Linked DNA regions of Xenopus laevis: region 1 is linked to region 2. Evidence: chromatin contacts called from public Hi-C data. All regions are on one chromosome and are shown on one strand. The core of a region is the stretch at or near the end of the contact, and the rest is flanking DNA. Distances in the headings are between cores, read along the strand shown. Region 1 holds the start of LOC108708221 (receptor-type tyrosine-protein phosphatase U-like). Region 2 has its middle 22 kb from the start of matn1.L.

The links. Hi-C and Micro-C count contacts between places; a contact is called where the count stands out from the background.
Region 1: a Hi-C map of the XTC cell line shows a contact between it and region 2, with 3 times the contacts expected there. A contact is called at or near these places in 2 of 4 Hi-C or Micro-C datasets (the XL177 cell line and the XTC cell line).

Annotation. Positions count from the first base shown.
Region 1 is chr2L:86,434,485-86,441,212 of Xenopus_laevis_v10.1, forward strand. LOC108708221 (receptor-type tyrosine-protein phosphatase U-like) reads right to left here and starts at 3,918. Exons shown (of 32, transcript XM_041582130.1): 1 at 3,749-3,918. The coding sequence starts at 3,821.
Region 2 is chr2L:86,264,217-86,271,462 of Xenopus_laevis_v10.1, forward strand. No RefSeq gene overlaps it. Among protein-coding and RNA genes, the nearest start is that of matn1.L, 22 kb to the left of the region's middle.

The DNA of each region.
Region 1 (6,728 bases), core at 2,668-5,167, 170 kb after region 2:
AACATAGAAAGCAACAGGAGATGATGGACAATGTGATGCCTAAGTTTAAGCATATCAAAATACACAATTGACAAAACCCGTAAAATCACTTGGGTCGCTTCGGCTTTCGCCCAAAGTTTCCTCTTGAGGTAACTTTAAAGCGTTCCGAGTTCCATCCCGTCGGTGATTTACATTCTAGCTGACGGGAAGGTATTTCGGGGAGATTACTCGCCCCCAAAGAAGAGGCTATTTGTCGCTGGGTGAATAATCTCCCCAAGTGGCAGCGTGTGCCACCACCCTTAGAAGCTTCATGGATCCCTATTCAAGGGAGATTATTTTTTGTAAGCATAATGCAATATGGAACAATTTCAAGGTTTTTGTAGATCCATTGATGGGAAGACAAAATACTCAAAAACCAATGCCATTATCAACTGGAATCTCTTACAAGCTCTGGGGGAAAAGCTGACAAGTGCTTATGACCTGGGAATGCTTAGTGGTAAATTTTCAAGCATGATACTTGACTCTCTGTGCACTCACAAGTGATTCCCAGTCAAAGTGAATGTGCAGGCCCTGTGTGCTATTTAACTAAATGAGCACCACCATGTTTTCAGACAATTATCGCCCTTGCACGGCGACCAGGGAAGCTTTGTATCCAAATCAATGGGAAGCAATGTGTGGGTGTTTTCTGTAGCAGCTAAATGCTAAAATGAAATCTAAACCACTAGTAGAATATCACACAACCTAATGAGTATAAAAATGAAACAGAACAATAAAAGATAATTATTTGATGACAGTATCCATTTAATGTCTGGCTCTAGAGTACTATTTCCCTATTACACTACCAGGAAAGCCCCACGCACTTTGCTCCTCCTGGTCTTACAGTGTATCCTCTCTGCATGTAGAAGCAAGTTGCTGAATGTAAAGTCTTGTTCTCTAATAGGGATCTTAACACTCAAGTGTAGGAAGAAAGGAATTCCTTGCAATCTCCCACACGTATCCTGTGACAATGAGAGAATCTGAAGCCTCGTCAACACAGTTGGTTCTGAGACATTTTTCCAGTATGCAGTTATTCAGCAGGCATACTGCAGGAACCTTCATCCAATAAATGACACTAATATCGGCAAAAAATTAGAGCTAATTGGCATTACGGCAGAACTCCCGGGGGAAACAAATCTATTAAAAAGTATTAGGAATCTTAGTTCCTTAGTAACCTAGCTGCCCCCTCCCAAACAGTAGTTCAGAAGGCTCAAAGATCTCATTAGGTCAGTACACTGACTACAAAGTAGGAACAACCTTTTAACCCATTTCACATGTCACTGTCATTAGGTCGCTCATCTTCCTGCCCAAGAATAATGAGCAAACTCATCAGAGCCATAAAGAACTTCCAAGTGAGGAGGTGATGGACTTTGATGTCTTTAAAGAGAAGAAAAGGAGGCTGGTCAACAGAAATAATGTCTGTGTTTTTTTTGGACTGGCATCAATAAATCCTTTAACACTCAAAAGGGATAATGTATGCCCCAATACTGTATATACTTAAGTATGTGACTTATGCGAAGTTGTGCATAATTAATGATATATATATATATATATATATATATATATATATATATATATATATATATATATATATATATATATATATATATATATACACACACACACACACACACAGGTATGGGACCCGTTATCCAGAATGCTGGCTAACCTGGGGTTTTCCGGAAAAGGGAATTTGGATCTTCATAAGTAGACCTTAAGTCTACTAGAAAATCATGTAAACATTAAATAAGTCCAATAGGCTGGTTTTGCATCCAATAAGGATTAATTATATTTTAGTTTGGGTCAAGTACAAGTACTGTTTTATTGTTACGGGGAAAAAGGAAATCAGTTTTAAAAATTTGTATTATTTGGATAAAATGGAATCTGTGGGAATCTATGTATTTATATAGATATATTCATATACATTGTATGCCACAACATATGTTGACATGTTAAACTTGAACATGAAAATTGCAATAGATATTGGTAAACCCAGTCAGTTCATCTTATCTGTGCTTCTGTGTTATCCTGAGTTAGACAAAAACATATTGATCTGTGCAATAATAAATGGCTGATCTGAAAATTCCCCAATGAGTACTTTGACTTCCACTGTCTATTATATTTAGTAGAGGCACCTGGTGCAAAGATACGTGGATATAAACAAAAACAGAAGAATAAAAACATAGATTGAAATTGGATTACACTGTAACCTAATAGAAAAAATATTACAGCAGAACAGAAGGCAACAGCCGATTATTTTGCCAAATTAAATATAGCTGAAGGTACACACCCTGGCCAACATATAACTCATTTTACTCCATATAAAATGAGTCTTGTTCACCATAAAACAGTTCCCTTTAGGTCATTATGCCTTAATAAATATATCACTATGTCAGCAAAAAAAGTGTTTTTGAAACGAGCCTTGTAAATAATTAAGCGAGCTGCAGCTAATAAATGAATGTTTGTTAATTGCTAATGCCATATTTACAGCTATTCACACATACAGCTGCAAATGCGGCAGAAATGGAAGTTTATGGGTCCTCTGTAAATGGTTACTAATATACAATGAGTGGTAACCCTCCTCCTGTGTAAGGATCAAAGTGGGGACTGTTAATGTGTAAATAACAAGGAAGGAAGGGCTTAGGGAACTAAAGGTGCAGATGAGCAGAAAAGGCTACCCTGGTGTTAGGGGGGGAAGAAGGAAGGGGCAGAAGAAACAGTGGGCAAATAGACAGTGGGCACAGTGGGGGTTATGAACAGAGATGAAATCCTTACATAGATCAATCCAAATGGGGAGCCAGGGGTTAGAGCATAACTCACCCCCCCCCCCCCAAACTGAATTCAGTGTGGATATGCCGAGAAACAGGGAACAGGCACATACAGTGCTATCTTGCCTACGGCTTCTGATTGAATAACTCAATACAAAACAGTTTAACAAAAATAAAAGAAATATGGAGATGATGAAAACCAATGAAACACAGTGGGCATTGAACTGTAATGCACAGAGTGCAAATGATGAAAAGAGGGGGGTACAGTATTTTCCTATATTCAAACGGACAGGGGGGAATAGATAAAAACATACATCTGGGTGGGCACAGGTCAGTTTATACAAAGGAAGACTAATAATGACAATACTAATAATGATCATAACATAGATATAGGGACATGTAACTGGTATGGGGGTGAATAATTATCAGTGGAAGACATGCAAGAAGTAGGAAGGGGTTAAGAGGTAACATGTACAGACTGGGGCAAAAAAGCAAAATGATCTTTTACAGAACAGACACAAAAAACAATCTGGAATGGCAACTGCATCTTGGCTGGGCTCGATTCGCTACCTGCAACTCATTTTTGCTACTAGTGAACTACACGAGCCGGAGTCCTTTATTAGGCAAAGGATGATGGGAGATGTAGTTCTCGCATAAGTGCGGGCGGCCCTACAGCACAACAGGACAAAGTAGCAAGAATGGGAGAATGAGTGAGCGGAGAAATCATCCAGAAGCAGGGAAGGTAGAGAAGGGTGCTAAGAGGGGAGACTGGGTGCCAGGCTGGCTATTAGGGCACATACAAAGTGAAAGCAGGGAGTGGGAAAGAGGAGGGCACAGCCGGGGGTGCCAGGGCAGGGAAGTGCAAAACAAGTGCTAAAGGCAGAAAAAAGAAGGGCAGTAAGTGACAGGGGAAGGAGGGAAGTTATGGGAGGGAGTGCTTGGAACAATAACAAACTGTTACTGACCTGTGGGAGTCTCAGTCTCCAGGGGGAAACACAGGGGGGCAGCCAGGAGCAACAGCGCCAGCTGGGGGTGCATCCTGCCCCTTTCCCCCAAAACTGTCTCAGCTCTCCCCCCTCGGCTTCTACCTGTTCGTCACCCCCTAACTATTCCAGCCTGCTACTGTCCCCCCGCCCCCTCCCTCCTTATTCCAGCCTGCTTCAGCACGGGAAAGTTGCAGAGTGGAGCGGAGTATCAGGCTGGCTCACTGTATCAGGACTGACGTCATATGGTACATAGAGACCGCGCAACGCAGCGCCCCCTGCCAGTCATGCAGGGAAGCCGGCACAATAGTGACGCCTACTGGAAATAATGGGGACATGGAGCAACAATGACATCTGCTGGGAATTACAAGCTTCACAGCGTTTTTGTTTTTCCTTCTTTTGTTTCTCGCTGGTTTACCCTCGCCACGCGCACTGGAGATTGTGCCCTCCCCGCACCTCCTTTCTCTGCCTTCTCTTTGTACAACTGTGCTGTGTTAGCTACACGTTCTCTCCTCACTGTATCAAAAGCACGAGGAAATAACATATACACAAGGAACATTTATAAAATGTCATTAGAGCTGAGATTTAAATACAACAATAGGGTGTTCTGTATTTTTTTTGTGTTGCGATGGGATCAAATTTACTCAATAAGATACATTCGATATGATTATCAACAAGTAGATTTTGTTTTTCTTTCCATTCTTTATGGTTGTGCAGATCAGTGTATTTACCCTTCATTTTTTACATCCTACAAATAAATATATACAGGTATGGAAGAATCCATTATCTGCAAACCCATTATCCAGAAAGATCCGAATTACAGGAAGGCCATCTTCCTAAACTCTATTTTTAATCAAATAACTCAAACTGTTAAAAGTTATTCCCATTTACTCTGTAATAATAAAACAGTACCGTATACTTGATCCTAACTAAAATATAATTGATTCTTATTGGAATTAAAACAATCCTGTTTGGGGTTTAGTAGACAAATTATGGAGATCCAAATTATGAAAAGACAATATCCGATATATGCCAAGTCCTGAGCATTTTATTTAATAGATCCCATACCTCTACTATCATTTAACAGCTACCTGGGACCCAGTAGCATCGCTAGAGGGGGGCGGGCCCTGGTGCGTGACGCGCAGCTGGGCCCCGCCCCCTCCGTACGGCCGCATTTGGCCGCATTTGTCAGTGGCGCGTGAGCTGCCGGGGGGCCCTGAGGGGGTGCGTGCCCTGGCCTGCTCGCACCCCCTGCTCCCCCGGTAGTTCCGCCACTGCTGGGACCTGAGTTATGCTGAGGGTTTGATTTTACTAATAAAAATATCTCATGTTAATATCTAGCTCAGAAAGGTAGAATTCAGCAGCTATTCCCAATATAGATACCTCTGTGCCACTATAATGCCTTTGTGAGAGACAGAACTATATTCCACTGACCCATTAGCAGTGTTATTTTTCAGGCCCCCAAAATGTTTAGAGGTTGACTTGTTTTACCAATATTTATTGAAACTGTATATAAATGTGGGTTCATGGGGCCCCTATACCTCCTGAGCCCCCGGCAGCTGCAGGGTCTGCTTCCTCTATAGTTACACCCCTGCCCATTAGCATTGATTACACTCAACATAGGACACATGTACACTCAACACCTCTTATATGTCCAGGTACATTTTTTCCACTTAGATTGTGTTCCCTTAATTTTAATCAGTTAGACAATCCACGAGGATGGATTCATTTTAATGGATTCATTTTCTGACCCTAATAGAAACACTTTGAGACTTGTCGTAGACCTGTTTTCCAATACATCATATATTTGTGGAACACATAATACAAAATTGGTAATCTCATCATTAATGTTGATGGAGCATTTGGTTGGCTAAGGGAGATGATAATCACTTGAAGCACTGCATATGGCCTGCATCTCCCTTTATACAGTTCTGTTGTAGAGGATGATGTATGTTACCCAAACTGCCCTGTTTAAATTAAAAAAAAAAAAAAGAGAACAGCTGGTCGCTGAAAGGGTTGCAGCTTTACTTTTATCTGTACATGTTTTCATGACAGTTCATTCATTACAAAATGAAAGAGGAGGTATTTACATATTGACTTAGCTCCTGTAGAAAGCAAATGATGGAGCAAAGGCTGCTGAGCACCACTGTTTTCTGCTGGTTACAGACACGAGTTTAATTGCCCCATTTCGCTTTTCTGATAAATTTGCAAAACTGTGGGAAATTTAGCAAAATGGCATTTAAGTCAATTTTTATTTCTTGTGCCAAATGCATTGGTGTCAATGCTCACTCAATACATTTTCTCTGTTTTTTTTCTCCTGCCAAGGAAGAGAGCTTTCTAATTATATTATAATTTTAACAGTGTCACAGACACAATACATATTATATGCATAGGCGAGAAGTAGTTCAGTATTATCTGTAGAGGCAAAAGACAGGGGATGCTGGGAGTTGTAGATTAGGAACAGTTTGAAGGCTTGTTTTTAGATCAGCCATCAGGACGGAACAGGGGGGACAGTTCTTCCAGACCAGGTGGGTTATGGTTCCTTAAAGGGGGGGCTAGGTGTTCTCATTTATCCTGGGTCTGGGTCTGCCCCCCCCCCACACACACACACCTGTCATGAGCTACAGACTCGGGATGGGACACCCTCCCATCCCATCTGTAGTCCCTGCATCTTTGTTTCTCTGCACAGATCTCTATATTGTTCATTTTTTCAGAAGTAGTTAAGTCCTGGTGGAGCTGCATTGGGATTGGCTAGGCTGGGGAGGAAGTTCAAACTTCAGCTTTGAGTGTGTCCAATCCCCATGCGGCTCAACCGGGACTTATGAAGAAAACAAGCAGAATGGAAAGCTTTGTAGAGTAAAGAATTTGCAGGGTTGTCAGTGTAAAAAATCCAAATAAGGAGTGGAGACTGGGGAAGAGAATGGCATGGGGGGGTGGAGGTGACTGGGGAACACTGGAGATA
Region 2 (7,246 bases), core at 3,810-6,309:
AGAGTTTGGCTGTACCAAATGTTGATGAAGATTCCCTAGGCCCTCCCTCCAGGCTTAACAGAACTTGAAGGATTAATCAGTCAGTTGCAATATCCAGTTTTCCCAACATGTAAATGAAGTGTAATGCAGTATGCGGGGGTGGGGAATCAGCATTATAGACATGTTTTTCAAATTGTACTACAGAAAATCAATGATTTACAAAATCTAAACATTACATGAACAAACTGAAAATACTGTTTTTGTTTATTGCTGGGAAACATGCCAAATGCAGGTATTCAGTGCATGACCTCCTCCATGTTCATGAGAGACAAGGTAAAGTGCTGATTGGTCAGAATGGCCTATGGGAACAGGATAAAACAAGGGGGTAGAGTAGAAATTGGGAATTGTTATTCTAGAACTCACAATGAGGAAAATGTAAGGCTTTATCAATCACCAAAAATATCAGCAACAGATAGGTGCCACATATACTGTACATGTCATTGAGCATCAGTAATGCACTTTAGTACTGGGGAATCTAAAACTCCTGCCCAATAAGTAAGTAGTTGTTATGCTACTCATTCCCACAAGGGTAGCATAACAATTGTCAGGAAGCCCACAACCTGCCTTCAAATACAGAAAATCCTGGCTTCAGTATGTTTTGGAGCATATAAAAGAATATAAAGGATTATTCTCCTGCTCGTGAAACATTTAAAGATGTAATTTGGGAAACAAGTATTTTGAAAATTTAAGATTAAAACACAGAGGGTATCATTTATTAACAATTTATTAGGGTCAAAAGTCCAAAAACATCAGAGGTGCAAAAGTTACCTGTAACTGACATTGATCAGGGTGTAAGTACAGGGCTCCCTTTACACATTGACAGCACACTCTTTTTACATACAGTATGGTAATTCTTAGGAAAAAACATGACTGTGGTGAAAAAAAATACACATATTTTCATATTGTGAACAAAAAAGGGGTTCTTTCCTGATCCCCGGGGTGCAACTGCTAGAGAACTAAGGGGTATAAGAGTAAGGCTGTTGCAGGTCTGTGCCATAAGCACAGAGCTCTATAGTTCTGAAACATATTGCCTGGCATTTTGTCCTAGTGACTTTTCCCTGTGAAAAAGTGTCCCATGCCTCAATGCATTGCAATAATGAGTTTTTGGAAAGTACATCAGTTAGAAGTAATAGGGAGGGGATGCTGGAGCACATATATTACACAAATACTGGGAAATATGGAATTCACCTAGTGCTGAGTGGCATAATTTACTGGACTTTTGTTTTCACATGGCACCTTTCATTATATGATCTCACAGACTTCAAAAAGTGTTCTCCATATTTCAAGAATGCAGCTAGGAAATACGATGCAGTTGAGACATACAATTATAAACCATTTAGTTTCCCTCCATATTGAGAAGATGGGGACTAGTATTTGCTAAAATGAAGTTAAAGAGAGACTTTCTCGAAGCAACATTTCATACGGTTTTCATTCTTTTGTGTTTTGTTTAAATTATTAGTATTTCTGTCTGTCTGCAGCTGCAACTAAAAAAGATATTGAACATGAGGGGACAGTTTTAGCCACATTCTTATTATAAAATTGCTTATATTTCTTTGCAATCTCTCCTCTATCCATCTTCCACAACCTGGAATAAATATTTTGCAGTTATCCTGCTGGAGTTCCTCTTCAATTTTTTTTTTGATTTACTGGTACAGTGGAGTTGCAAGCAAAGAGCAACTACATGGAAGTCGAATACAACACTTAAATCGTATTGTACAGACCACCAAAAACCCCTTTTTTTGGTAAGGTTAAGTAAACTACTACTTTAAGCTTCTATGCTCTTACATGCTGTCCTTGTCTAAGCCAAGCAGTACCATGGTAAAGATTTTGTCCAACTTTAATGTAAGTAGTCCCCATAAAGGTTAATCCAGCCAAGGGCTGGGACTGTTTCACAACTGGGGAGGGGAGAGCAATTTTTTGTTCAGTTTAGATGTTTCTTTGGTAGTTTCTTATTGGCCAGGGGTAAGTTGTCCATAGTCACTATTGGACCCAACTTTCTGGAGGGAATGGATGGCACTGGAGAGCCTGACATGGTAGGCCTCGGTAGGAGTAGCTAGTGTCAGGAAAGATTCTGTAGTTGCTCACTCTAGAAGTAAGAGTTAATCTAAGGATAGTTAGCAAAGCAACCAGAGGCTACCAAGTAGAACAGAAATTGTTACTACTCTGATTGTTACTTGCCAGCTATCACACTAAGGAACAGGGCCAGATTTACATAGTGGGTGCCCCTAGGCCCACTGCCGTTCGTTGCCCCTGTCCCCCTGAATCCTTCTGCCCGGCCGAACCAAATACTAATCTGCATATGCAAATTAGGGGCAGGGAGGGGAGTCGCGTGACTTTTTGCCACAAAACAAGTAAGTAAAAAATGTTTTCCCCTTCCGACCGCATATGCAAATTAGGATTTAGTTTCGGTTCGGTATTCACCTGAATTTTTCATGAAGGATTCGGGGGTTCGGCCAAATCAAAAATAGTGGATTTCGGTGCATCCCTAATCTAGACACCTTTCGGTCCGTTTTGGGTCACACATGTCACTCTCCTTCCAGTGACACCAGAGAAATCTGATTGTAGGGTTGGGCATGGGACTACTTTCTGTCAACCTGCCCATCACTACTGTACCATTTTGAAATAATGCCCAAGTGCAGTTTTCAATATTTATTAATAAACTTCTGAATCTTATAAATTCTGGCCTTGTACCCCTCAGTTTTCCTATACATCTGTACCAAGGAGTGGCTTTTTACAACTTGTGCCAATGTGCCATGCAGCCTGCTCTGATAAAGTTGCCCACAGAGTGGGAATGTCAACCATTCTGCCACTGTGCATTGTGTGTGTACTGTGCCATATGTGTTCTTTAGAGGAAGAATTTTCAGGCATGGTGTTAGGTTCTTTTTATGTGGGCGCCTGAATTGATTTCTAGGTTACTCTGTTTTGCATGTATTCATCCTAAAACAATTATAAAAACCTTTCCTTCCATATTAGGGAATTAATGGCAGGATTATAGATTGCAAAAAACATGACCGTGGTAACAATTCTGACTCAAACTAATCTATTTTTCTAAAAAGTAGCTATAAAAGTAGTCATTATCATCTCTAGGAGACAGCAGTTCTATGACCAATAATCTTATTATCAAACTCCTTGTTTGTTGATGCATAAACTGCAAGTTATAGCCTTTGTGGGTGTTTGGTCATAGGTAATCTGTTTATTAATTTCTACAGAGACTAAAATACCCACTAATGAATTGGTATGCATGTGCATACCAATTCATTAGTAAAAATACACATGTAGCATACGTGTCATAGTTTGTGGCCAACTATTCGTCATTATTAAAAAAAAATCTTCACTTAATTATTTTGACTTTCGCTCCTTCTGTTAACATAATCATTATTTTAAAAAAAAACCTTCACTTACTTATTTTGACTTTCACCTCTTTTGTTGACACATTTGATATCCCTATGGGCGACACGGTGCTTGTGTAGGTATTTTAGTCCCTGTAGAAATTAATGACCTAAGACCAAACACTTGCTGCCAGAAAGTAATTTTATTTTTAAAGATGGAATAAACTTTTTGACACATAGAGTTAATAATACAAAGGTGTGTTAAAGAGGTGCAAGAAGAACATTTAAAGTCTCCCTGCAGAAATAGGCAATTCAGTTCTCACTAAGGGGACTGCCTTTCATGCTGGTGACTAAGTCACTGATGGAGCTGCCACCACAGTATTCCATCGCAATCTAAAAGTAAAGAAAGAGATCTGATTTATACTGGAAACTCTTTGTAACCGATTAAATTTAGATGTACCTGGACAACTTTCATCACCTTAGCCAGTTAGGAGATCTTCCCCTTGAAATGATACTAAAACACAAGGTTTATAAAATTGTAAATAGTTACGCAAAGCTTACCAGTCTTTCTCTGAAGACTTTGAATGAAAATATGCCCTATGATAAGTGGCAACATTTCTATGTCCAGAAGTATCTGTTGAGGAAATTAAGGTCCTCTCTGACCCAGTCTTGATCCTAGACTAGGATGAAAGAAAAAAAGCTTTAGCTTACAGAGAATGCATCACTAGACTGGGAAGTACATCCCTCTAATTATTAGAGTCTAATACAACCTTAGTAAAATATTAAATGAAAGTAAATTAACCTCTTCAAAGTTGACAACTTTTGTGGTGACTTCACCTCTGTCTATCTAACCCCAGTCATACAAGTATGGATAAATAACACCCTTACCAGAATCTTTTCCCTCTCTCGGAGCACTAGACAGGGTTGCCAACTCTCCCCTCGTCTCTTCACCCTGGTGATAGAGCCTTTTGCTTTCATGATCCGGCAGACCCCTGATGTCATAGTCCTCAAATGTGGGAGGTTTGAAGAAAAAATTGCACTTTATGCAGACGACCTCTTATTATTTCTGGCAGATCCGCAAGACTCTCTTAAAATGGCACTCCAACTGGCTGACAAGTTTGGTAGCTACAGCGGCCTGGTTATTAATAAAGAAAAATCAGTTCTTCCTTTCATTAGACGCTGTACCAGGGGAAGAGGCAATTCAGGGACTATGGTGGCTGCCTTAATTCTAGTATCTTGGTGTGCTCATCTACAAAGACATGCAAAACTATATACCAGGTGAAATTGATCCAGTAATTTAAAAGTAGCTGCCAGTCACTGGGTTAATTGACCACTAACAGTATGGGGCAGAGTAAACTTGTTTAAAATGATATACCTTCCTAAATTGCTGTACCTTTTACAAAACATGGATCTCCAACATGGATCCAACATCCATCCTTCTCCCTTCATGTGGGCAAATAAACATCATGGCCCCAATAAACAAGGGAAGACTTGTCCTTCCCCACTTACAAATTTACTTTAATGCTAGCCAGTCAGCTTTTATACACAATTGGTTTAACCCGGATTCCGAAAACTCCCTTACAGCATTACATGCAACTTTGGCTGGCTCGTTAGAGGCAATAAGAAATGCACACACAGGACACCCGAAGATACCCCCGAACAGCTCCCCACATTGAACTGCCCACAAAGGGCATGGATACTCGCCACCAAGGCATTAACTAAAGCTGCCCCCTTGCCCTCTCCCCACACTCCACTGTGGAGAAATTCAAACCTTCATCACCTGCTGCATCCCCAGACTTTAATTACTGGCCCAAATTAGGGGTATGTAACCTATCTGCCTATATTGTTTGTTGTTGTGTGTTTAAAATTAGAAATAAAAACCTTTAAAAAAAATCCTTTTCACTAGTGTATAACAGTAAATACATACATCCCAGCAAAGGGAGAGAAAGCATGCAGGTACCATTGGGCAAATTAGAATCAGCAAAGGGTAGGAAAACATGCAGATACCATTGGGCACCATTGTCCAACAAGAAAGATGACAATACGTTTGTAGTCAGAAGGCAAATAATTTTTTTTAAAAAAACTATAAAAAATAAATAGAGAAGACCAACTGAAAAGTTGCTTAGAATTAGCCATTCTATAACATACTAAAAGTTAACTTAAAGGTGAACCACCCCTTAAAATAGACAAAAAACTATGACAAAAACGTGACATAATGGTGCTTAAGCTTTTGATAAATAATAATATTACTTCGGATATTTTTTCATGTTTAATTGGATTTTCTACATGTTTTCTACTAGCTCCTTGTACTGTGCCTTGCACTAAACCTCATATATTAATAATGCCATACTGGTAAAACAACAGGACAAATTCACAGTGGGTGGTATTTTAAATATGCTTCTATAAGTTGTCACAGTTCTGCAGAGCAGTAGTGAATACAATAAATTGCATTTGATGCAAAAATGCATGAGAGAGTACATAATGGCGCTATAGCTTTGCTATAAAATATTGTGACAAGTGAATGCTAGTAATTTATAAAATGTTCTATTTGTGTATTCTGTTACTTTCAAAATAAAATTTTATCATAACATTTCTATTAAAGTGTCCACAAATATTATGTTAATGTTAATGTATTACATAAAACACAATTAAAAGTAAGCTAAACCTAGAAACATAATTAAGATTCACTATGTTTTTTTTAGAAATGATGGCTATATCTCTGTATAATGATCTGCTACATGTATAGAGTATATGATAGCATGAGTCAGAAAACCTCCTGCTACAATATAATTAGATGCTACAGCTAAACTGCAATGTAGCACACCTCTGATTCAGAGAGTCCTCCCTATAATGTAGGAAGCTGCCTAACCATATGTGCAAATTTGGTCCATTTCTCACCTCAGATGATGTGCAGGCTTATTTATTAAAGGTCATATTTTTGTGTTTTTAGATGTTTTGGAAATCACAACTAAACTCACAAACTCTAAAAACGTGAATGTCATTGAATTTATTAGAAAAAATCTAAAAATAAAAAGTGAGAATGAAAAAAACACTGAATGATGCACTAAAAAAATAACACCTCTAAAAATTTGCGGTTTTTTTAAACAATTCCTAGTGGAAAAAAATCTGAAAACCACTAAAAGTCCAATTTGATTAAAAGGTGTCCAATAAGATCCACTTCCACTGACTTCTATAGCACCTTGACAATTTTAACTGGGCAAATTTTGGTATTAAAGGTTTTCGTGATTTTTTCACTTAATAAATTTTAAATGTTTCGAGATTTTAAAAAAATATAGGAAAACCGCAAATCTTTTGAGGTTTGTGGATAAAATTGCAATTTGAGGCCCATTTATCAAAGTCCAAATTTATCTCAATATTTTCTGAAAAATACTCTGACCATATCCGTGCAGTTTTTGTCAAAACTTTTGTTTGTAGGAAAAAAAATGAAAAATTATTGAAAAAAAACGAATCATACAAATTTTTGGAATTTTCCACCCGAAAACTCAGATTTTTTCCGATTTCTGCTGAAAACCACAAAAGCTTCAGAAAATTGTATGAAACCTAGCACAGATCAAAATATCTTTGGGACTTCTCAACATACCCACTACACACAGTCTAAGCCCTTGACTGTATTGCATTAGAATGAGCAGCAAATAACTTGCCTGGTAAAGTATATGTTTGCATGTTGGCAAATAACCAACTAATAAAGTAAACAATCTGGTTTACAGCCACCAGCTTCATGATAACATTAATCATAGTGTCTTGTGATATTACTATTTAACAGTCATATTGGATAAAATAATTAAAATAAAGACAGGTCTTTGCTTTTTTTTTGTTATCAGTGCCTGCAACTCTTTATCTGCCATGCTCAGTTGAGG